Regions from separate parts of the Gossypium hirsutum genome. Here all the other regions are linked to region 2. The links are chromatin contacts, called in public Hi-C maps. All regions are on one chromosome and are shown on one strand. Each heading gives the region's core, a stretch centred on a gene start, on an enhancer-like site or on the middle of the called end of the contact. The rest is flanking DNA. Distances are from core to core; before and after follow the strand shown. Region 1 holds the start of LOC107929649 (UPF0496 protein 4). Region 2 holds the start of LOC107933968 (putative disease resistance RPP13-like protein 1). Region 3 has its middle 12 kb from the start of LOC107929054.

Region 1 (2,808 bases), core at 132-2,631, 430 kb before region 2:
CCCTTTGCCTCTCTATTGGGGATGACAAAACCAAGATATGGATATGCTACAAGTGACTCTAGTTTGGTAGTTTTTTAAAGAACCATTTGTCCAAATTACAGAAGTAAACACAGTGAAGTTATAGATGTTTCTTTTCAGGTAATGGATACACTTTAGGTGAAAGAGCGAGGATATTCGCAAATAGGCTTTCCTTTTTGTATCTAAATGGTCCTAGTTTTGCTTTCCATTGCAATTTCCCATTACCAACATGAATTAGTGAGGTTGCAGTTCAGGTTTCATTTGGTGACTCAGAAAATTTTGTTCTATTTTCGGACTTTAGCAAGAAAAACTGTTCTATTTCCATTAATAATTTTGAAGATACAATATATAAAAAAAATGTCACACAAATCTGTATGTGCATATTTTTTCTTCTATTTACATAAGAAACTGGGGATTTGATGTTATTGCTTGCGTTGCCGAACACCGTTAAGCAGTTCATTTCTGGCTGCCAATACACTCGAAAACAGGGCATCCACTTGCTTTTCTAAAGCATCCATCTCCTTCTCGAAAACACCTAACTTTCCACCGAAATCCATGGCTGCAACACTGGTTTTACCAGAAAGGATTGCTGATACTAGGGAATTTGCTGCACTGTTCAGCTCCTTAACCTCTTTTAATGTCTCACCTTTCTCCACCATAACCTTAAAAACACATGAATCTACATCAATTAACAAAGCAGAATTGAACCTGACAATCACTTGTTTGATCTCCAAGTATGGTTTGGTCTCTCCAGACAAGGTAGCCAAAACAACCCCAAATACCCATAACCCAACACTCTTTACCTCCATCAAAGCTTCATGGACTACCCTTTCCTTGCAAGAAGACAATTTCCCCTCACCACCTTCCTTGTTTCTCACCAGTTCCTTTAAGTCCTTGCTTGAACTTTGGGACTGGATTGCTTTGAGATGTTCAATCGCCGTAGAAGGTGAACTCTCCACAAGGTTCAAAGCATGAGCAAAGGAAAGCCGAGCCTGTGCCAAGTGAGAAAGAGAAGAAGTAACACAGTTGAGAAGCTCCAGTAAATGCAAGCCGTAGTTAAGATACTCATCGAGGGAAGCAACATCCCAGCAGCTCATGGGGTAGTCTATATCCCCAACCAGCTTCAAAAACGCCTTGTTGATAACAGGAAGTAACTCAAAACATCGCTGAATCCATGAAAAAGACAAGATTTCTGAACCAGGTTCTGGATGCAACAACTGATTCACACAATTCGAAACATCAGACCGAAAAGCCTGTAGAGAGGCTGACAAAGCATCAACCTCTGCTTGGTGGTGGTGGTGGTGGTGGTAGTGATTTTCCAGCTTGTGGTATAATTTACTAAGCCTTTGTACCAAGAGTACCATTGAAGACAACAAAAAGAGAAGGTTTTTTGGGTTTAGTTTTGTTGATAAGGTTTCGTTTGAGTTTGGGTAAGATTGTTTGAAATTTGTTTTATTTATAGAAAGAAGGAAAGTCAAGAGGTTGGTGTTGCTTCAGCTCAACATAAAACAGCAACATGTTGCAAAACAATAGGCCACCATATTAGTTGTAGTCAAATGTTCTTATCCTGTTTTTATTTTAGTGTATGCGAAACACGGTTTTGTAAGCACAATTTGGGGGAGAGGGCAGGTATGATATTTTTTTAATTTGGTCTTTAAATAATTTTTTATTCATATTAGTCCTTGAATTTAACAAATATTTCTAGTTGTTGATTACTTTCGATAATCTTTTTGTTAAGGATTAGACACATGAATTAATTAAAGGGGTGTATGTTGATGATGGGTGATGCATGCAATAAAGTGGCAACTAATATTGTCCGTTGATCTAGTTGATTAAAAAGGACAAGTAGGACTTAGCTGTAGGTTTCTGTTCTTACACGGTAAGTAAAGTGATTGATTGCACAGCCTTGTGTAGGGACCATTGACCAATAGGGTTTCAAGACAATTGCACTTGAAACGTTTTTATAAAGGCTTTCTACTGGGCTTTATCATCGCAACTTGTATGGCGGCAGTCGTGTTGGATGAATTCCACGGGTTTTATAATTCTTTAATACTCTATTTTAATGAAAGATGGGGTGGATGTTGTTTTTGGGGTTGAGGAAATTAGTGGAACGTCAAGACATGGGGAAATTGTGGAATAAAGATGGTAAACCTCATTCAACACGCCATACTGAATCCTGCGTTTGGATCATTTCGTGGAGTCATTATTATTCAGCATCATTGAATAAATACAAAAACCAAAAAAAGGAAAATTTCCCAAAATATCCTAAACAACTTTTGAAAGAAGAATAGATACAAAGAGAACAACGATGGGTTCGTTTCGATTGCCCCCAACTTGTTTGGTGGCCGACCCATTCTGTCGCGATGTACTAAAACTCCATTCGTGGCTTGCTGCTTCTGAATCCCATCATAAAGTAGTTGGGCCAATGAAAATTAAACTCCTATGATATGAGCTAATTTCTTTTTGTTGAAAACAAACATAACAAAATTAAATTATATGAACTATTCGAGAGGAACTAAAATTCCTCTTTTATTAACTTTAAGGAAATCTAACACTACATTTAGAGGGGTCTCTACCAGTTGTAAATCCTTTTCCGTTTCAAAGGCCAATTTGGCAAGATAGTCAGCACATTGATTCTCCTCCCTGGAAATGTATCTTAAAATCCATTGACTTTCTTAAGACAAAATACGGTGTATTCTTCTGATTAGGATAGAGTTTGAGATCTTCGAAACATTGTCATGAATAGCTTTGACTACCTCCAAGCTATCAGAGTGAATAACTACATTGCTA
Region 2 (3,023 bases), core at 456-2,955:
GAGTCTTCCTATTCCTATTACTAATCAATCTGATAAAGTAGTTTGGTTTAGCGAAAACTCAGGCATCTATTCTGTGAAAAACGACTAGAAAATGCTTTTGGATCCCCCTAATGTGAACTTAAATGAGCAAAAGCTTTTCAAGTAGATAAGGAGCTTAAAGTGTCCTTCAAAAGTTTGCATTTTATTCTGGAAATTTGTGAAAAATTATGTACCTACTTATCAGAACTTACATTTTAGGAGATTGATCACAGATAACAAATATTCGCGTTGCATTGATCACTGATAACAAATATTCGCGTTGCCGACAGTTGTGCAAATCATCTACTCATGCTGTTCAGGATTGCTTGTCTGTTGCACAAGTTTGGTCCAAGTTAGATGTTCAGTGGCCGAGTTCAATGGCAAATTTGAATTTTAATGAGTGGTTGAATTGGCTTTTGAAGAATTCAGCTAGTAACAAGAAAAGATGTGATTGCCATAACAATTTGGGCACTTTGGTTCTCTCAAAACAAATTTGTACATGAGAAAAAGATGCAAAGTTCGAAGGAGATTGTTACCTTCATTAGGGGTTTTGGTTTGGAGTATCAAGGTAGCGCTTTGAATTTGAAGCATCCTCAGCCGCGATCCATGGTAAAATGGATGCCCCTTCTGCAATGGTGGGTGAAAATTAATGTAGATGCGGGACTTTCTGTTGCCAAAAAACGTGCAGTTTCATGTTTCCTTATTAGAAAAGAAAAAGGTTTTATAATAGGGTCGGGGTTTAAAGGTCATAACTTGGTTCGTTCAATGGTGATTGCTGAAGCGTTTGTTGTTCTACATATGCTCTAATTTGAACTGGATTTGGGATTCACAGATGCTATTCTTGAGAGTGATTTAAGACTGGTTGTTCAAAATATTCAACAAACGAGCGAGGATTACTCGAAATCCAAACCATTTACCTGGGACGCGAAGAATCTGGCGAGGAAATTCCATTTCTGTCGATTTCAATTCATTGCGTGAGAAGGGAATAGAGCAGTGCATACAATGGCTGTTGAAGCTTTACGAACTGAAGGAGATTCGTTCTGGGTTGAAGATGCGCCATTAAAAGCTTTAGAAGTGGTCGATTCTAATCGTTGGTTCAGTCGACCTCCATAATTTCTTCTCTGTGATATCGATTGAGTTGAAAAACTTCGAAATATGGTTGCTTGTCTCAACAGCTTTTTTTTCTGGGCGATTCATTGTCGGAATTTGGAAGATTTAGCCGTTTATTTTTAGGGATTGTAGACACGCAAAGAGTCTGAAAGATTGCTGGATGGAGAAGACCATGCCTTTTTTAGTTTTTCTCTCTTTTTGTTATTTCCCGTTTTTGGTTTTTTTATATTTTGTTTTGAGACTGCAATGGACTTCTCTAGTTAGTTTTTCAAACCTAAGTAATAAACAGACTCTTTTTCAAAAAAAAAAAGATTAAAATAAAATTACTCTAAAATGTAAATAACGAAATTACAAAAATTTCTTTTATCAACAAAATGAAAAGCATCATACAGATTGACTAGTTTACCTTAAATTAAATTTAGATTCCTTTAGGAAACTATTGGAACCGCGGGGTAGCTTAGGTATTTTGTTTAGTTATGTTTTTTTTACAAAAAAAAAAAAAAAACTTTGAGATTCCTTTCTGCTTTCCGACAAGAAGCTTAAATTATCCTTATAATTTTTATTTAACATTTAGATTTGCCAAAACCTAATTTTTGTACTAAAAACTTATCCATCAGTTGTATTGACTTTGAGAACGAAGCAGATGATTCCTCAATTTATTCAACACCTATCATAACTTTATTATGAAGGCGAAACACAGAGATTTCATTTCCAGTGAGCGGCAACCATGGCTGTTTAACTCAATCCTTGGTTAATTCATACAGCCTACAGTACTTGTATATATATATATATATATAAAAAGTGGCTTTTCGTACACCCACTAAAACTTGAGCTTCCTTTATATTCAAAAAGAGTTAAAAGTAAAGCAAGCACGCCTCCTTCTTCGCCCTTTCTACTTTAACTCCTGCTCAGTCGTCCCTAATTTTGTGGGCCATCTCTATTTTTTACTACCATCATCGCCTTTTTGTGTTCCGATCGAAAGATTCTGCTTCCGTTCCATGGACTGTGGAACCGCTGTGGTGGTTGAGAACATTATCTCTTCTCTCCTTGAGACTTTGTCCGAGGAACTGGTCTCCCCTATGTTGCTGGAGTTTGCTAGCAAAGAAAAGCTCCATAACCATTTCAATAATTGGCAAACCATTCTCCTCAAGATCCAGGCCGTGCTCGAAGATGCAGAGGATAGGCAGTTCACTGAGCGTCTCGTTAAGATATGGCTTAACGAACTCAAAGACTTGGCCTACGATCTCGAGGATGTGCTTGATGATTTTTCCACGGTGGCTCTGCGTCAAAAGTCAAAGGAAGAAAGTCAAACAATCATCGGCAAGATACGAAAATACATGTATTCCTTTTTCGATCAATTTACTTTTAAATACTCATTGGCAGCTCAAATAAAGGAGATAACCGCAAGAATGCAAAAGGTTGTTAAGCAGAAAGATGAACTTGGTTTGATAGAAAGAATTGGGGGTAGCCGTAATAGGGGGCAGCGAAGGATTGCCAGTACTTCTTTAGTGAATAAATCTCTTGTGTTTGGCAGGGAGAGTGATAAAGACTTCATTATTAATAAACGTCTTTTCGGGGAGGAAGAATCATGTGAGGGTGGGGTTCGTGTGATTCCCATAGTTGGAATGGGGGGCTTGGGGAAAACTACTCTTGCTCAGCTCGTTTATAATGATGATAGAGTTAAGACTTTCTTTAAATTGAGAGCTTGGGTTTGTGTTTCTGAGGAATTTGATATTGTTAGGGTGATGAAAACGTTGTTAGAATCATTGACTTCAATGGCTTCAGATAAGAATGACTTGAACGAGCTGCAAGTTGAAGTGAAGAAGAAGCTGTCTAAGAATAGATTTCTGATAGTTCTAGATGATGTTTGGAACGAGAACTATAACGACTGGATG
Region 3 (3,220 bases), core at 23-2,522, 290 kb after region 2:
TATTTATATCTACTATTTATATTATTAAATTAAATTTCATATTTTATATTATTTATATTATTGAATTGTTTAGTCATATTGAATATTTATATTTAAATTGAATTATTAATGATGCTATAAAATATTCGTGTTAAAATTTTATATCGGTATCAATTTCACATTTTATCTTTAAAATAACTTTTATTAAAAAATCACATTTTTACATTTAATATATTTTTAAATTCCAAATATATATAGTGACAAGAATATGAAGATAATTGAAACAACTAAACAAGCAAAGAAGCTAACCCGTATATAAAAGATTAATAAATAAATTATGAGGTGATGAAAGGTAATAAAAAAATTGATTACGGTGGACAAATTTTATTACGATGGGTGACAGTAGTTACAAGGACCCAAAATTATTTTTTAAAATTTAACTCGAACAAATATATTCGATTCAATTTGATTCGAATTCCATCTCACTCGACTCGATTCGAGAAAATTTCAAATCAAATTAGGATGATAAAATATGATTCTTCAACTCGATTAACTCAAAATTTTTTCATTCGACTCGATCGAACGCTCACACCTATTTAGCACAGGTTTGAATCCTGTAACCCCCATCCCCTACTCCTAATATTGTATCAAAGAAATAATAATAATTTATTTACTTGCTATTTTTTTTGTTTATTCTTATATAATGTATTTAAATAGTTAATTCACCTCTTGATTTAAAATGATATATTTAAAATAATTCATCTAAGCATTAATTGGTCTCTTGATTTAAAATTCACACATTCAATTCTAGAGAATTATAATTTAATAAAAAAGTTATTTTAAAATTAAATTTTAAAACTAAACTAAAAATTTTAACACCCTGCGTAGCGGGGATATAATACTAGTACCAAACAATTTTGTGACACAAAATAATACTTGAAAATTTGTGTAATAAAATTTTAACATTTTTTAAATGTATGAAACAGTGCTCCTGTTAATTATTTTTTTTACTATTATTGGATTATTTTAAGAAATAAAAAAACAAAATAGGCTGGTGGGGCAACGGCAAGCCACGGTAGAACCAGTCAGCCACGTGATCATCCTGCTAGGTAACCATAAAATTACAAATAAATAAATAATAGAAAAATGAAGGGCGATTAGATGATTAGGAAAAAATCACAAGGGCAAAATTAGAAAATTGGAACAACATCCCGCGGCGAAGTATCCACGCCGCGCATAAATTCAATGACTGTCTGACTTCGTTATCTGACGCGCCTTTTGCCTTATTTGACTTTATCATTAAATACGATTCCCTGTCTCTGACTCTGTCCCCACTTTGCTCGGATTGGTGATCTTTATGCGATATAGTTGGGGGCAAAATGACAAAAAAAAATGAATATTGCATTCAAGTCCTTGTATTTTTATTTTTTTCTTTCTAAACCACTCTTTCCACTAATTTCTACAACAGTTTTCTTCATTCAATTCCAAAAACAAACACTATTTTGCAGCTCCAACATAATGGCATGGAAACTAAAAAAGGATTTTCGTAAATTGGATAGTGTGGCATTAAAAGAAATTTCTCTAATGGTGAATGTTGCACATGTAGAGGATCAAATAAACAATAAAAATGGTTGAATCTAGGACCGTAAGGTTTCCGTTTTTAAAATTAGGGTTATAATATTTAGGAATGAGTATTCAACCGAGTCGAGTAAAAAAAATTTGAGTTAGTCAAGTTGACAAATCCTGTTTTAGCAATCGAACTTAATTTAAATTTTTTTTCGAATTGAATCAAATCGAGTCAAAAAATTTCGAGTCAAATCGAGTTGAGTTAATAAATCCTATTATTTATACTTAATGTTGCATTTATATGGATTGATTATTTATCTAGTACATAAACAATATAATGATTTTGCCTTTTAGCTTAATGAGTAAATATTTATCAAAACAACATAGTTTTGCCTTTTCTTATTCAGATTTCGGATAATTCAAATTGTATAATTCTCAAGTTAAACCGAAAAACTTAAATTTTTATTTGAATTGATCTGAATAACTTGGTTAACTCAAAAAACTCGAACTTTTTAATTCAAAATTTGAATTTTTTATCAAGTTTTTCAAAATCGAATCGAGTTTTGGTCACCCCTAATAATATCATGCAATATTATTATGAAGAAGAAAAAAGAAAATGGTTACTTTTTTTTCTTACAGGAATCCTTTACCGGTGTGGTGAACTGATATTCAGTTATAAAATCAGAAAAGAAGAAATAAAAAGACTAAATTACTAGAATTGAAGTAGAAAGAGAGTAATGAATCATGAGGAGCAAAAACTGTTGTTTTGTGAAGTAGAAGAATACTAAAATTAAATGAAAACAAATTATTACAGACTAAGATCACAAATATAGTAAAATGTAGGGGCAGATATTGAAATTCATTCCACCTAACTTGGAATAGCGTGGAAAATGTGAGCTGGCTTGAAACCGAAAGGAAAGAACCCCGAAACCATTAAACCAAACATTTCTGAATATATAAATATCAAAGGCCGCCTCCTCTTTCTTGCACCAAACATCAAATTCCATTTTCCCGTTACATGGGAGCATTACCTTGGGACGTTTTTTAGCGCCACATTTATTTCTTTTTTCCTTCTTTCTTTCTTTCCTTTTTTTCATTCTTTTGTGAAGAAATTTATAGGATATAGAGATACAAGTAATGGGGAAGTACACAGAGATGTTGGATGCAGGGGTGAGAATAGTCGCAAGATTTCATTCTCACTGCCCCCAGACTGCTCGCCTGTATTATCACCCACCGGCTAACTCCGACGAACACCACCACCACTACGGCGTTGACACCGTCACGAGAGAAGTCTCGACGCGTATGGGGTTTTACGGTCCCAAGGCAAGTGCTGCTGGTGCTGACGTGAAGGAGCTTATTATTTTTTCCCTTTGACGAAGAGATAATTACTTGGATGTTTTCGTTTGGGTATTTATTTTTATGTTTTTAACAAATTCCCTTTTACAATAAAATAAACGATGAAATTAAACTCAATCAATGAAAATGATTTTATTTTACTATGAAACCAGTTTTTGGTTGCTTTTGTCACAATAGGAACACAATTGGCAAGTTAGCTGTAAACATGGAAAACACAGTTGTGCCTTGTATGGCAAGGCCTGGATTTTTGCAATGAGCTCAACTTGTTTTCCACTTTAAATTAAATTCCTAGATTTATTAATTATAATCTCGACAATCT

The links. A called contact is a pair of places that touch in the nucleus more often than the background predicts.
Region 1: a Hi-C map of leaf shows a contact between it and region 2, with 2.4 times the contacts expected there. The contact joins the promoter of LOC107929649 here to the promoter of LOC107933968 in region 2. A contact is called at or near these places in 5 of 34 Hi-C or Micro-C datasets (callus, hypocotyl and leaf).
Region 3: a Hi-C map of leaf shows a contact between it and region 2, with 2.7 times the contacts expected there. The contact joins the enhancer-like site here to the promoter of LOC107933968 in region 2. A contact is called at or near these places in 2 of 34 Hi-C or Micro-C datasets (both in leaf).

What each region holds. Positions count from the first base shown.
Region 1 is chrA08:107,140,178-107,142,985 of Gossypium_hirsutum_v2.1, forward strand. LOC107929649 (UPF0496 protein 4) reads right to left here and starts at 1,382. Exons shown (of 1, transcript XM_016861140.1): 1 at 441-1,382. The coding sequence starts at 1,382. The coding sequence ends at 441. LOC107929634 (a long non-coding RNA gene) reads right to left here. Exons shown (of 3, transcript XR_001692868.2): 3 at 2,643-2,808.
Region 2 is chrA08:107,568,839-107,571,861 of Gossypium_hirsutum_v2.1, forward strand. LOC107933968 (putative disease resistance RPP13-like protein 1) reads left to right here and starts at 1,706. Exons shown (of 3, transcript XM_016866289.2): 1 at 1,706-3,023. The coding sequence starts at 2,127. LOC107933956 (a long non-coding RNA gene) reads right to left here and starts at 1,636. Exons shown (of 2, transcript XR_001693770.2): 1 at 936-1,636; 2 at 163-645.
Region 3 is chrA08:107,861,974-107,865,193 of Gossypium_hirsutum_v2.1, forward strand. No RefSeq gene overlaps it. Among protein-coding and RNA genes, the nearest start is that of LOC107929054, 12 kb to the right of the region's middle. Within about 2 kb of position 1,273, at least 9 of the 9 cell types and tissues checked have an H3K27ac peak or open chromatin away from gene starts, as enhancers often do. A contact at or near this core is called in leaf, where this site is marked.